Regions from separate parts of the Zea mays genome. Here regions 1 and 2 are each linked to region 3. Evidence: chromatin contacts called from public Hi-C data. All regions are on one chromosome and are shown on one strand. The core of a region is the stretch at or near the end of the contact, and the rest is flanking DNA. Distances in the headings are between cores, read along the strand shown.

The links. Hi-C and Micro-C count contacts between places; a contact is called where the count stands out from the background.
Region 1: a contact with region 3 is called in a Hi-C map of tassel, with 3 times the contacts expected there. The contact joins the promoter of LOC100501212 here to the promoter of LOC103652111 in region 3. A contact is called at or near these places in 4 of 25 Hi-C or Micro-C datasets (bundle sheath, ear, endosperm and 1 more).
Region 2: a contact with region 3 is called in a Hi-C map of ear, with 3 times the contacts expected there. The contact joins the promoter of LOC100193153 here to the promoter of LOC103652111 in region 3. A contact is called at or near these places in 2 of 25 Hi-C or Micro-C datasets (ear and endosperm).

The regions. Positions count from the first base shown.
Region 1 is chr3:97,839,656-97,844,415 of Zm-B73-REFERENCE-NAM-5.0, forward strand. It overlaps LOC100501212 (WEB family protein), which reads left to right and starts at 3,498. Exons shown (of 3, transcript NM_001195994.1): 1 at 3,498-3,635; 2 at 4,285-4,489. The coding sequence starts at 4,307.
Region 2 is chr3:97,408,982-97,413,044 of Zm-B73-REFERENCE-NAM-5.0, forward strand. LOC100193153 reads right to left here and starts at 1,518. Exons shown (of 16, transcript NM_001358658.1): 1 at 1,293-1,518; 2 at 59-123. The coding sequence starts at 1,441. It also overlaps the pseudogene LOC109944826.
Region 3 is chr3:97,613,139-97,617,601 of Zm-B73-REFERENCE-NAM-5.0, forward strand. It overlaps LOC103652111 (S-norcoclaurine synthase 1), which reads left to right and starts at 1,727. Exons shown (of 4, transcript XM_020550828.1): 1 at 1,727-1,990; 2 at 2,832-3,079; 3 at 3,603-3,924. The coding sequence starts at 1,727.

The sequences.
Region 1 (4,760 bases), core at 2,248-4,747, 230 kb after region 3:
CGAGCCATCTTCTCCTTTTTCCTTTGCACCTGCTGGTGAATGATTTCTAGGTCTCTGATCTCCTGGTCCAACTCTTCTTCCTGAAGTGTTGGACTGGTGGCCTTCCTCTTTTGGCTTCTGGCCTCTCGGAGAGAGAGAGAGTGTGTCTTGGTTTGTGTCCAGTGGCTGCAGTACAGCCCCTGGCGCTGTTATCTTCTTCGGCAGCATGACGAAGGTTGATGCTTTGCCGAAGGTTGTGGAAGTGAGTACACCGGAGGTGGGCGCCAATGTTGGGGACTTGTTCTCAAATGCTATGAATTAAGAACAAGGCAACACAAAAATAGGTTAATGGTTAATGCCCTTCGTCCTTCGAAGCATTATTTCCCTATGGATATAACGATCTTCGGATGAAGGTCATGAAGGACGTACCTTCATCATCACAACATATATTAATGAAAGACGAAGCATATGAAACATGAGAAATAACATGAATAATCATATGACACCGTTAATATATCTTCTATTATATAATCATGAATGAATAAGAACAACATTGAGTTACATTTGTACCTTCGGCTTGACAGAAGGCAAAGGTACAAGTGTGACGCACGAGCGAGTACAAGTCATCGTGAACAGTACGGGGGCACTGTTCATCTATTTATAGGCACAGGACGCAACCTGCGTAAAATTGCATTCATGCCCTTCATATTCACTATTGACTTAATAACAATCCGTCGAGGACTAGATAGCCTTTTCCTCCTTAAGTCGGTTCCTCTTTCTGCTACTGAGCCGAAGCTTCCTTGCGCGCAGCTTCGGCGCTGGTTCAACCTTCGTTCCGATCCTGCTTTCCATATTGTGTACAACTTCATCCCGAGTCCGAAGGTTCCTGTACATATATTATGCTTGGGAAACATTGTTAATCATGTTTTTGAGGACCTTCGGAAGACGAAGGCCCCCAACAATGTTGAATTGCACCATGTTTAGAATAAACTTTTTCATCAAGACCTTTGTATTATGTCGCAGGTGGCACTCTTCAATTCAGCAGGGTAGTGATATTTCACCTAATTATATGCATTTGCTGCTTTCAAAAACCTCTTCATGAAGACATAAGGTGTTGGAACAGACATGTTGAATTGAAGCATGTTCAGAATCAACTTTTTCTGTTCAAACAACAGATTTCAACCCTTAGCCAAAAATGAAAAATAAATCACTATAAAATAAAAGACAACATACAAGGGTGTGCAAAACAGGGAGAAATTATCTGAAAGAATTGACATGGTGCACTGATGTAGTCATGTAGAAAGGATATAATTGCATTTTTGCAATAATAACCATTTTATGCTTCAAGCAAATGTTATATTTACTCACTAAGGTAGCATATATGGATATCGACATGAACAAGTGTACGCCTTCTTCTAAAAAGAAGAATGTGCAAGGATATGCAGAAGTGGGAGAAATAATTCAAAAGATTACAAATTGACCCAAGTTTGTCATGCTCCACTTGTGTAGAAAGGATATAAAGATCTGTTTCTGCAGTAAGCAAATGTTGCTTATTTGCCGATGTAGCATGTATGGATCATAATATGTGATCATTGTACATTTCGATAATGCAGTATAAAAGAAGATCATACATCTTTTTGCTTATTTGACATACTTGAAATTCTAAATAAAAAATGTAACATTCTTATCTTAATTAATATGAACCTAAAGTTCTAAATGAACTTACTTAGTTCCAACACTTGATTCTTCTTTTTTCTCCTAGCAATTACCTGCAAGGAACATAATGAAGGTCATCGGCAGACTCGGCCAGAGCTTTTCTTTGTATCCACTATGGGTCGTGCAGACTCGGAACCTAGCAGCAATAAATGAATTTAAGATGGCCCCCATCAACAATACGTGGTGGCTTCCCAGCAGATGTGAAATTCATAATACACACATACCACAACCAGTATTTCACACCAGCATGAATTATAAACACAGTATTTACATATACTAATAACATTTAGAAAGTCATATTATACAAACATTATTGCGAATTAAATAACTATATAATCACATTAAAATGTGACCAAAGAACAATTCACATACTTTGCGAAGAATAGTCAGGTCACCCTTGAGATCCTTGATCTACTGGGTAGGTATAAGAAAATAGTTAGCTCACCTTGATATGTGCGACCACTTATAGCTACAATCACTAAACATCATCTAAGTACTCATAGCGCAGGTGTGGGAGCGCAATTCCAACTAAAAGGATGCAATGCACGGCTTTGTGTCTGCTACAGAAATGACAATAACAAATCCGCTCACCCTCCAATGGCGTCGAGGAGGACGGTGTCAGAACCCTTGGCCGCGTCGAGCGTCTCATCGGGGAGCAGCACACCGATGGCGTCCAACGCTGAGCCACCCATCAGCTTTCCTGGAACCGGTGGTCGATTCCTACGTCGGGCGTTAGGAAGCAAACAAGGAGGGTCATGATCCTGCTACATGTTCATGCCTAAGAGTTCAAGGGCTAAGGCACCAAGCATTGTATGGTGACGAAGCAGCTTACCTTTGAGGGCGTTGGCGAGGGACAACACGTCCTTGGCGACGGCGACCACCTCCAGCTGATGCTGTCTCCGGGGAGGAGCGTGATGTTGTAGCTCCTCGCCGTCGCGGAGCACCGGAAGCCCGCAACTTTCAGACGCGGTCATGCCCCCACGCCGTCGACGCGCCGACTGGAGATGAATGGGGTTTTGAGCGGCGTGGCTTGCAGAACCGCCACCATCACGTCTCTTGCTTTCAACCCTACACGTGTGGGCGCGTGGGATCTAGGCCCGGCGTAGACGAGCAGGGTGGGTCCAGTTGATGCGTGCGCGGGCGGTGGCGTCGTAGCCCACGCCGGAGAGAAACAATAGTTGTGCCGTCTTTGTCGGTGTCGGGCGCGGACAAGGTGAGTTGGGGGTGGAGGCATCACACGTTGTGTCCGCCAGTGGGGGAGGGGGCGGCGAGATTTCCGAGGGGTGGGTAGCGGGGAGTTGGGGGTGTTGGCGCGCCATTACAAGAGAGGGAGGACGCGAGGGCTACTGGAGCGGCGCGGACACGATGACGTCGTGCGAGGACGGCGCAGACGCGATGCGGGGACGGGGCGGGGACGTGGTGATGTTGGGTGGACGTCCTCGGTAGATACATATGATGTAGTAGAGATTTACTTTTTTATAAAGTTTACAGTTTATGTATAACATCTCACTTTAACGGACTCTATTTAGTTAGAGTGGTTAGCTAAGTTTAACTAAAGAGAGCCAATTTTAAAAACTGGATAGTTTGGTGAGTTAGATGGCTAATATATTAAAGAGTTATTTGTTGTTGAGTAATCAAAATTTAGCTTGATAATCATTTGGTTAGAGTAAACCTAAACCAACTGTGTTCATCGGGTCCTCCCCCGCTCGTGAGTTGTGAACCGGACCCATCCCAATTCCTTGTCGAGCTCCTCGAAACTACCACCGCCCCCTCGTTTTTTTCACAGCTTCACCCGACGAACACGGCACCACGAGCCCCGCACGGCCGCAACCCACCCAGATTTAGACTCTCCCACCGCGGCTGCATATCTCTCCCCCACCCGCACTCCGGTCGTCCCATTACCCTCTGGCATTGGTTGTCGATTTCTTCGTTCGTGCTTGGTAAGAACTCCCCAAATTGCTGATTTTGCTCCCATTTTGTTTGTAGAATCGTCCCTTTACACTAAGGCCTATAACCGGAATCTTTGCCTATGCTTCAACGCCCCGATTCGTCTGGTTTCGTTGTGGATTTGTTCTCTGCGTGGTGGGGCTATTGCAAATGTAAAGCTTGTTTTCTTTTGTGTGTGGTTCAAGTTCAACTGAACCCCCCTCCACCATAATATGCACACCGAGAAAGGCCATTGTTGTTGCCATAATATTGTATCAGATTGTCATGGGTGAAGCTCTACACTGTGGAATGTTTAAGCCCTAGATTGAATCTTGTTTCTAGGATCCATGGGGTGGGGAAGAGCAGAAAGGTTGGGAGCAGGCGTGTTGTTTTTTGTGCTGCATGTAATCCAGGATTCACTGGTTTTCATCAAGGATTTGAATGTCACTAACCTGTCATACTGGTGACAACCAATTCCTGGTATTATGGCTCAAATATGCGATTTTGAAAGGTCGAGAAACCATAGATTATTATTTTCTTCATGCTGCCTAGTAATTTCTTCACTCCATTTTTTATCATGTTCAACTTCATTATTATTGACTTCACACCCCAATGACTTTCCTACCACCATCTTTGTTTTAACTCATTTTTTTCCTGTTGCAGCTTGCGTAAAATATTTAAATAAATGAAGGCAAATATGGGCACAAAAGCTCGTCCACCATCTGCTGATGCAGAAAAAGGGGAGATTGGCGAAATAGATACAAGGGCTCCAATTCAATCTGTTAAAGCTGCAGTGAGTTTATTTGGTGAGGTCCGCTTTTCATCTGACAAATCAGCTGAAAGAAAGCCCAAGGCTCCTCAAACAGAGGTAATCAAACATTTTTCTTTATCAAAGCTGTTCCCCCTTCTCCCCTTTGTTTATCTCTATTTTAGACCTGAGTATGTCCTGACAATTGGATGGGATGGTTACTCAAAATGAGAAAATCATGGAGACAGGGCATAAACAATTGCACTGCGGTAATTAATATTGCCACTGTGGAACGAACCTTAAAATAGATAGGACTAGAATACATAAAAAAACTACGTGCCCTGATATTCTCTCTTTTGTTTGCTACAGTTGATTTGTCAGACTTAACAAT
Region 2 (4,063 bases), core at 268-2,767, 200 kb before region 3:
CAACATAAATACATAAGTGTACATGTTGTCACTGAAAGAGGTAGTGCATATAACTTACCTAAAAAGGAGCTGAACATTTGTATCAACATCTGTGTAATGGACAACCACATGTCCATGGGAATCCTTGATGTAAAGAGAAATAATAAATATGTGAGTACGCATATGTTTAACTAAGTTTTTAATCTGCTAACAGCAATTGTACTACTAACATTAAAGTGTATGGAAGCACATATATGAAAGTTATAACTGACCTAGACAACAGTAAAGAGGCCTTCTCGATTAGTGTTCAAACCACAACACTGTGGTTGCATTAATCCTCAACACAAAGGAAAATACTATAGTATGGGAGTATCAATGCTATTTAATGGACTTTTATTACATTCTCTATGACCAAAACATCATGGAGAATGCGGTTTTTTTTCAAACGTATGAATATGTGAAAGAATCTAAAACAATAGTGTTCTTAATAATTTGAAATACGATCTCAACCTCTACTAAATAAACAACAGTGAAGGCTCTCATTTTTCCGCCTATTCCGAAAGAAGAATCATGTAACCTCTGCTAACAAACATATAGCGCCAAGGCTAAAAATAATAATGACTTTCGTGTTCATTGTATCTCCATCATCCTTCGCCATTTAAACACAATATTTAGTAAAGGACGTGCTACAAGATTAATCAACAACCGAGAGTAATCCATCACCATACCTTGTTAAAACATTGTATTCTAGCCGTATTCGAAGTAATAATAAACATGAAATACATAACAATGGTCTTGCAGCACGTAAAAGCAAAAGGAGGAGGCAGTGCCCTTCGGCCACTAGCAGTCCTTGAATCAAGTAAAAAAAGGAAAAAAGAAAACAACAGTGACTACAACAAATAATTATCGATAACTGTTAGTTAACCAATCCAAAAAACAATCTAATGCTTGCACGGGCAGGAAATTCTACGATTCTAAACTAGACGGAGCTATAAAACATAAGTAGTCATTTGTGTGTTGTATAAGAACACAGGCATGAATTGAAAAGAAAAGTATTAATGAAGGAACTGAAAGATTGTAGGGTAAATCGTCTAGAATGGTTAGAGGAAATATAAGTAACAGTTCTGTTACCATGTGTTATATGAAGGGTTTTATATTAAAGTGATTTGAGCATATTCATGTAGTAAAGTCACAGTGCCTTTCACGAATATCACATACCTAATTAATACTAACAGTTATCCCATTCTTCCTAGGGATAAAATGGATATTCATTTGATAAGGAAAATGGATGTCATAATGGTAAAACTATATACATAATGAGAACTGATGCTTGATAGAGGAGCAGTGATATGGTACATATATCCTTTGTCTCACAATCTGAACCTTTCTTCCTGCAAAGTGGAACTGTTAAGTGCCAAATACCAGAATGCAGTGTCCTAATAAAGTTGGTCAATATAAACATAACGTTGGCAACCCAACAAGAAATCGTGAATATATAAAGCTGCTCTCATGAAAAGGTTAAACATATATAAGTGAAAAAGAAATAATTTTATTTTTCTTTATAAGCATGTATATCAGCAGGGAGAAAATCAATTGAAAAGAAATTAACACTAGAATTCAAATAAAGGTTCTCAAGAATTCATGCAATGAAGAAAAGATCTCATCTTCTAGGGCATGTGCCTGGAAAGTTAGATTATGTCCACTTTATAGAAAGAAGTTGAAGTAAGCAAAGATTGAAAGAAATTTTGCACTATATACATCAAACTGTGAGACCACAATTAAAAAAGTTAGGTCACGGTGTATTTTCAGCTTTGTGACTAATGATTATTTTGAGCCATTCATACGTAGTCTTAAGTTGTTTTGTATTTTTATTACTTGAAGTGTCTAGAAATATTTATTTCTATATGAACATCAAGTTTCTCCATGTGAATAGGCAAGGGAATGGTCATTGCATTGTCAGCAAATTGACTTTCTTCAGGAAAGTAGTACCTTAAGTGGTGCAGGCATCACAGTGTATCAGGCTAGTCTTGTGGCCTAGCTTCGTTGATATGATGATATCTTTTAACAATCAAATTCAGGATTTAATCTCGAATACTGGGCTGCTACGTGCGGTAAAGGGTGATGACTGTCTTTTGTGATCAGCCAGATTGGCTTCAAGTATGGGCAGAGATTGAGAGACATGACAGTCTTAATATGCTGCAGGCACCAATTGATTTAGAGAAAAATCAAGGAACGATGCTTGAGCACAACTCAATTGATTATAAGTCTCCAGTAAGGAAAAGAGAAACATCTCGACCTCACCTTGTCTATTGTGGCATCCGGCGTGGAAGCACAAGACGTCGTAGCATATGGCGTGGAAACATCGGAGGAGCTCCGGCCACCGCTACTGGCAATCTCGGAACCCCACGACTTCTTGGCCTGTGGAGCGGTCTTCCCCTGAAGGCCAACTCTAGGTGCCATAGAAAATGGAGCGAATCTTCGGCGGTGAGAATGGGGACAGATTGGAGCAGCAGCTGTGGTGCAGGCATAAGTTGAGCGGTGGGAGGAGAACCAAGCATAGCAGCTTTAGGTACCGGCAGCAGCACCAGCACCGCCCCATCTCCGGCTCTGCTCCCTCCTGCCGCGCTTGCTGATTGATGGCAAAAAAATCCGAGATCTGAGATGCGCTGCAGGCTGGTGCCGTACTTGCAGTTGTCGCCATCGCCGCCTACCAAGCACACGTTGGTGGCGCCGTCCGCAGCACCCATGATGCCGCATCGGAGCAGCACGTCGCGGAGATGAGCGTCGTGCCACACGGATGTAGAGATGTCGTGCGCCACCGGACGGGAGCCTGCGGCGGGAGAGCAACGTTCGGCCGAGATGCGGGGAGGGCGGTGGACGGGATCCGAGGAGGCCAGCGGTTGAACATGAGCCGACGCGTGGGTCGGCGGCGAAGCGAGTCGGTGGTCGTGCCCCAGGGCGAGGTGGGCCAACAAGGGCGACGGCAGGGACGAGAGGTCTGGGAGGGAGTGTCAAACTCACGGCGGGTGAAGGACGAGGAAACCTTGGACGCCCCTTGCGGCGCGGCGCCGTTTGACGGGGAGGCGGTGGGTGGAGAGCTTTTTGGAACCGTGATATCGCTAACACTGGGCTTCTGAAAATAGGTATCCCGAACAGAGCAATTGGAATTTTAGTATTATAATTCGTTGAACTTCGGAATTGTAGTATCTGCGTCAGATTTAGCTGCAGTAATCCTCGTTTTTACGGCAGTCCGTTTCTTACAACGGATCCACGGAGCTCCTCTCCCCGAGCGCTGCTCTTCCTCGGGCATCTCCACCGCGCGGATGGTGATGGTCCCGGGCGGCGTCGCGCCGCTGCACTCCCACCCGGGAGGCACCGAGCTCATCTTCGTCATCGAGGGCAGCGTCGTCTCCGGCTTCATCAGCGCCACGCTCAACAGGGTGTACACCAAGACGCTGTACGCCGGCGACTGATGGTGCTCCCGCAGGGCCAGCTCCACTTCCAGTACAGCCACGGCAACACCACGGCGGTGACGCACTGACGCTGTCCTCGTTCAGCAGCGACAACCCCGGCCTGCAGATCCTCGACTTCGCGCTCTTCGCCAACGACCTGCCCACAGAGGTCGTGAACAAGGTGACCAACCTGGACGAACTGCAGATCGTCAAACTCAAGGCGCTGTTCGGAGGGAGGGGCTAGACGCATATGTACTCCGTATATAGGAACAGTCAACGGTGTTGATCATTGAATTGTGTGTATTATTCTATACTTGTGATGGATATTTATCTTGTCATTCTATAAAATAAATTGTAACGCGGGCAGCAAGCGTGAGAGCGAAAGTAGCTGCCACATTTGATGTACTAATATTTACATCTCGATTGTTAATAATAATACATTATTAGCGCTAGTTTGATGACCCTATTTTTTAAGAAATTTAGATAAATTGTTGAGAATCGCTGGTAAAAATGAAGAACCATTCAAATTAACAGATTTCTTTGAGAAGAACCATTCCAACTTCTTCAGCGTAACTCTGCCCGTCAAATCACTAGGTAAAGACTGACATCTAAGAGAATGATAAATTAGACAA
Region 3 (4,463 bases), core at 477-2,976:
AGTTCCACAGCCCAGGTGAGTTCTCTTCCTCTTTTTCTTTTATTTTCTGTTTTTTTTTCATTTTTGTTTTCAATTTCCAAATTTGGATTTTGAATCCTTTTAGGAGTTTAACCTTTGGGTAAAATTTACATATTCAAATCCCATTATAAAAATAATATATTTTATTATATATATATATATATTTATTACTCATTTCACTCACATATTATTGTTTCATTCTTTTCTTTTCCTAAATCATTGAATTTCCTTTAGATCTTAAATTCCCTTTTTGGACTTTAATATATTTCTTGTCACACTATTTTTTTATATTGTCACCAAATGCACACAAAAGAAAATCCCAGCATGATGCATAATTTAGTTGAGTGTCTTTTGTTGATTATTTATTGGTGTAAGTGAGGTGTCCACATGAAATGATAAATAGGAATGACACTCATATATGCAAAGGCATATAATTTCTCCTCTTAGATTTTTCTTACAAAGTGGGTATTACAGTTGGAGTAGCCATTCCTTTGTTGGGGTTGATGTCCTCATCATTAACCACTTGCAGATATTCTTTGGTGATAAAACCATTGGCTCGGAGTACCCAACGGGTTTTTTGATGGATAGTCTTCATTGTTATGCTGCGTACTCTATGCGTTGCCTTTCTCTTGCCATTCTTTGGTACATAACTAACACATTATGCTTAAACGCGGAGTCATTAACTTATAAATTCTTTTTCTGTTAGTACTCATTGTTCGTTCCTATTTTCGCATAAATTATCTGAATACCTTATAAATGCATTGTCCTACTTTTTTTGTCCTACTCATTGTTTGGTTCCCCTGCTTCTAGAATTTATATGGCTTGTGGATTTTAAATGAAGAAAAGGAAGGAAAATTACAAATCATTTTTACTGACTGTGCAGGGTTGGTATCTGTCTTTGTAGCCGAAGAAACAATCCTGAGAAGGAATGGAGAGCTCCTTGGCTAGGAGTAATGTTTCTGAGGGGAATCACCTGGGTTATGCGAGAAGCACATCAGTGGAGTCCACTGCCGTTAGCTGGTAGGTCTAGCTCAATGTTAAGTACGAGAAGTAGCAGACATGGCTCAAGTGAGATGGTAGACTGCATATTGAGCTCAATGAGACATTGTCTTCGGTTACTAGGAGAATTTGTCTGGTATTAAGATCGATAGTAATATGTATTATTTTTATTTTATGTAATCGTTGTGCGCTAACATTTTATCAAATAATTTATATGCTATCGCAATGCATGTGCACTTAACTAGTAAGTTATGATGTCCTCAGTCACCTCAGAAAATATAAATAAACTTAAATTTCAACTTGTACATGCATAAACAAAAAAGACAAATCTTGTTAAAGAGTAGATTGAACTAACTCAAAGAAGTAGAGGGATAAAATAAATTAAAAATAGTTTAAAGTGTCGTGTGGATATTTGTCGATAGGTGAGGAGTGGTGAGGAGAGTAATTTAGACTTTTTTCCAAAAAAAAAAATTACTTCTCTTAGCCGCCGGCCATATATTGTTTTTCAAGCATCGATCGGTCGTCCAAACACATAGACCAAAGCACCTTTGTGATAGTAATGAAAAGAACAAATGCATCTGATTGGCTTCGCGATACTTACAATGAAGGAATCCTTTGTATATATACCTGTCTTACCGTCCCCGTAGCATCCTAAGTCTGCCAGCCTGAGCAAAGAAGCTAATTAAGCAGAGTGGTGCTAGAGGTGGTGATGGCCAGTGAGAGCAGAATATCACAGGTGGCTACAACGATCCCCGTCAGGAACGTGCAGGATCTTGCTGCTTACGACGCCGGCGAGCTAACGGCAGATGCACTGGAGCGGTACATTAGGCCGGACATCGACAAGGACGCAGTCCTTTACGAGCACTCCGGTGAGCTTCCGGTGGTTGACCTTGGAAGACTCAACCCACAGCACTGGGAAGAGGAGGCGGCGGCCAAGCTCAGATATGCTTGCGAGGAGTGGGGATTCTTTCAAGTAGGTGCCTCCATTCATTATAAGTTAGAAACGTAGTTTGAACTAATCCTGTTATGCAGAAAAGTATGTATATCCCGTATCTTGAAGAGCCAATCAATTTTAAATGTAACTAGATTTATAAAAACATATTGCTCCTTTCTTTTTTATTTTGGCGTAGTTGTTTTTTCTAAAACTGCAATCACTCGTTCTATTAAAAAAATGTATGCTCTTTGAAAACTACTCCCTCCGTTCAAAATATAGATTTGAAGTTCAATGGTTAATTTTATACCTCTTCCTTTATAGAATATCTGTGTTTACTTGTATTTGTATGTTTAATACTATGCTTAACAATATAAAAATATATCTTATATATTTATATGCATTTATGTTATGCTTTGGATAGAATAGATAAAAAATAAGGCTATGAAATGAAAGGGCCAATTTGGTCAATTTACTTGTGAAGTGAGAAATAAAAGAATGAAAAAAAATAAATGGAGTATTGTTTTATAAATTCATTTAATGAAATTAGCGTTGTTCTTTTAATTGCTTAAAAACAAGTGCGGTTTTCTGAATACTGTCTCAAATTAGTTTTGTTTTGTGGATTTCTCCATCGTAGATGTGTTCATGTATGCTTGTTGGTTCGCGTCAAAAGGAGGTCCTATGATGTACTAGTCTTCTAGGACCTAAAACTGTTTTCCTTAAATTAATGACGGGTAAGCGCTTTCGAGAACATAAGTAGTGCTGTGTGTGAATGACAACTGCTTTTGCTTCTTTACGAAAAATAATTTCGTGTAAGATTTGTGCTTATCCTGCTGGTTGTCAAAAATAGCAATTCACTTCATTTGCCGTAACTCACTCACAGGTATTGAGTCATGGAGTTCCAGAAGAGGTTATGGTGAACATAAAGCGCGATATTCAGGAGTTCTTTGAGCTGCCGCTGGACGTGAAGAATGCTTACGCGCAAACCCCAGGAGACCTTCAAGGATATGGTCAAGCATACGTTGTTTCCAACGATCAAAAGCTTGACTGGGCAGACATGTTTTGCATCATCAGTCAGCCTCCTCCGGCCCGTGACATGAAACATTGGCCGACTCAACCTCTTACTTTCAGGTTAGCATCGGATATGGACGTTTCTTAATTTATTTTAACTACCTTATATGACTATGAGTCTATGACTACTGTATAACTCGTGTTAACACGCTACGATGCTAGGGAGAGTAGAGGAGAGGTCGACGACGGTGGCGTGGCGCGATAGAAGGGGTTGACGGTGGCAACTACTACGTGAGTGAGGAGAGGGGGCAGAAGGGATGCGGAGGGAGGGGGCGACTGCGGGCGGTGGGCGAGGGAAAGGGGTGAGAGATAATCTAAATAACACTGTCAATTAGATTTGGGTGAGTAAGGCAGAGTGATTATTCGACGATCTGAACCGTTAGTTTTGATGATGTGTTAAGTCTAGGTGCAGTTTCTTTTAGTGGATTTAGTGAAGATTATGAGTGTAGTGGTAATTTGGTTGGGTGGATTTTGAAAAGATTAAACTAATGGATTATATAGTGGTATATATATATATATAGACAAGATTTAAAGAAAAGTTCTACATAGTTACATATATATAATTCTTTATTTTTGATGTCAGGAAATCCCTTGAAGATTATTCTGTTGAATTGGAGAAAGTTGCTCACTCCATTGTAACAGCCATAGGAAAAATTCTGAATATTGACCCAGAACTGATGAGTGATAAATATGCCGTGCAAGTTCTAAGGATGAATTACTACCCTCCGTGCACGTCGATGCCCGAAAAGGTTTTGGGGTTTTCGCCTCATTCAGATGCATCTTTTCTTACAATCCTTTCGCAAGTTAATTCAGTGGAAGGCCTCCAAATAAGAAGGCATGGTGCATGGGTCCCAGTGAAACCACACCCTGAAGCATTATTGGTGAATGTTGGAGATCTCCTTGAGGTAAACCAACTTTTAGCTGTCAAGTAATAACACATGCAATTCAAAACTTTTACTTGTCAACAAATTAAATGCCATCACTAGATTTATGTGGCATTGAGGTAAACACAATAAGTATATAAGTCGTAATGAATCTAATAATTTTACTTTTATGCCATAAAATTTCATGAAACATCTACCATAATAGGGTTAAAATTGATAATGATTAACTTAGAACAAACACAAAAAGATAAATTCATGTGGATAGAGTAAGTAGCTTACAAACGACTCATGCTTCGTGTGTATCTGCCAATGAACACAAGTGTGATTTGGTCGAAAGCCAAAAGATAAAACAATTAAACAACCATATTGGAAGTAGCTTCAGATAAGCAAAATCTAACTGTATTTGTATTAAAATAAAAAAATTATGGATGTATGATCTTACTAACATCTATTGACTATCTTTTGAGGATTAGCGTTGGTGCCTTTCTAGGCCAAATACTAACGGTCCCTAGGGCGCACGTGACGTGCAGGACTTCAGAGCCTCTCTGCTGGTTCACGGA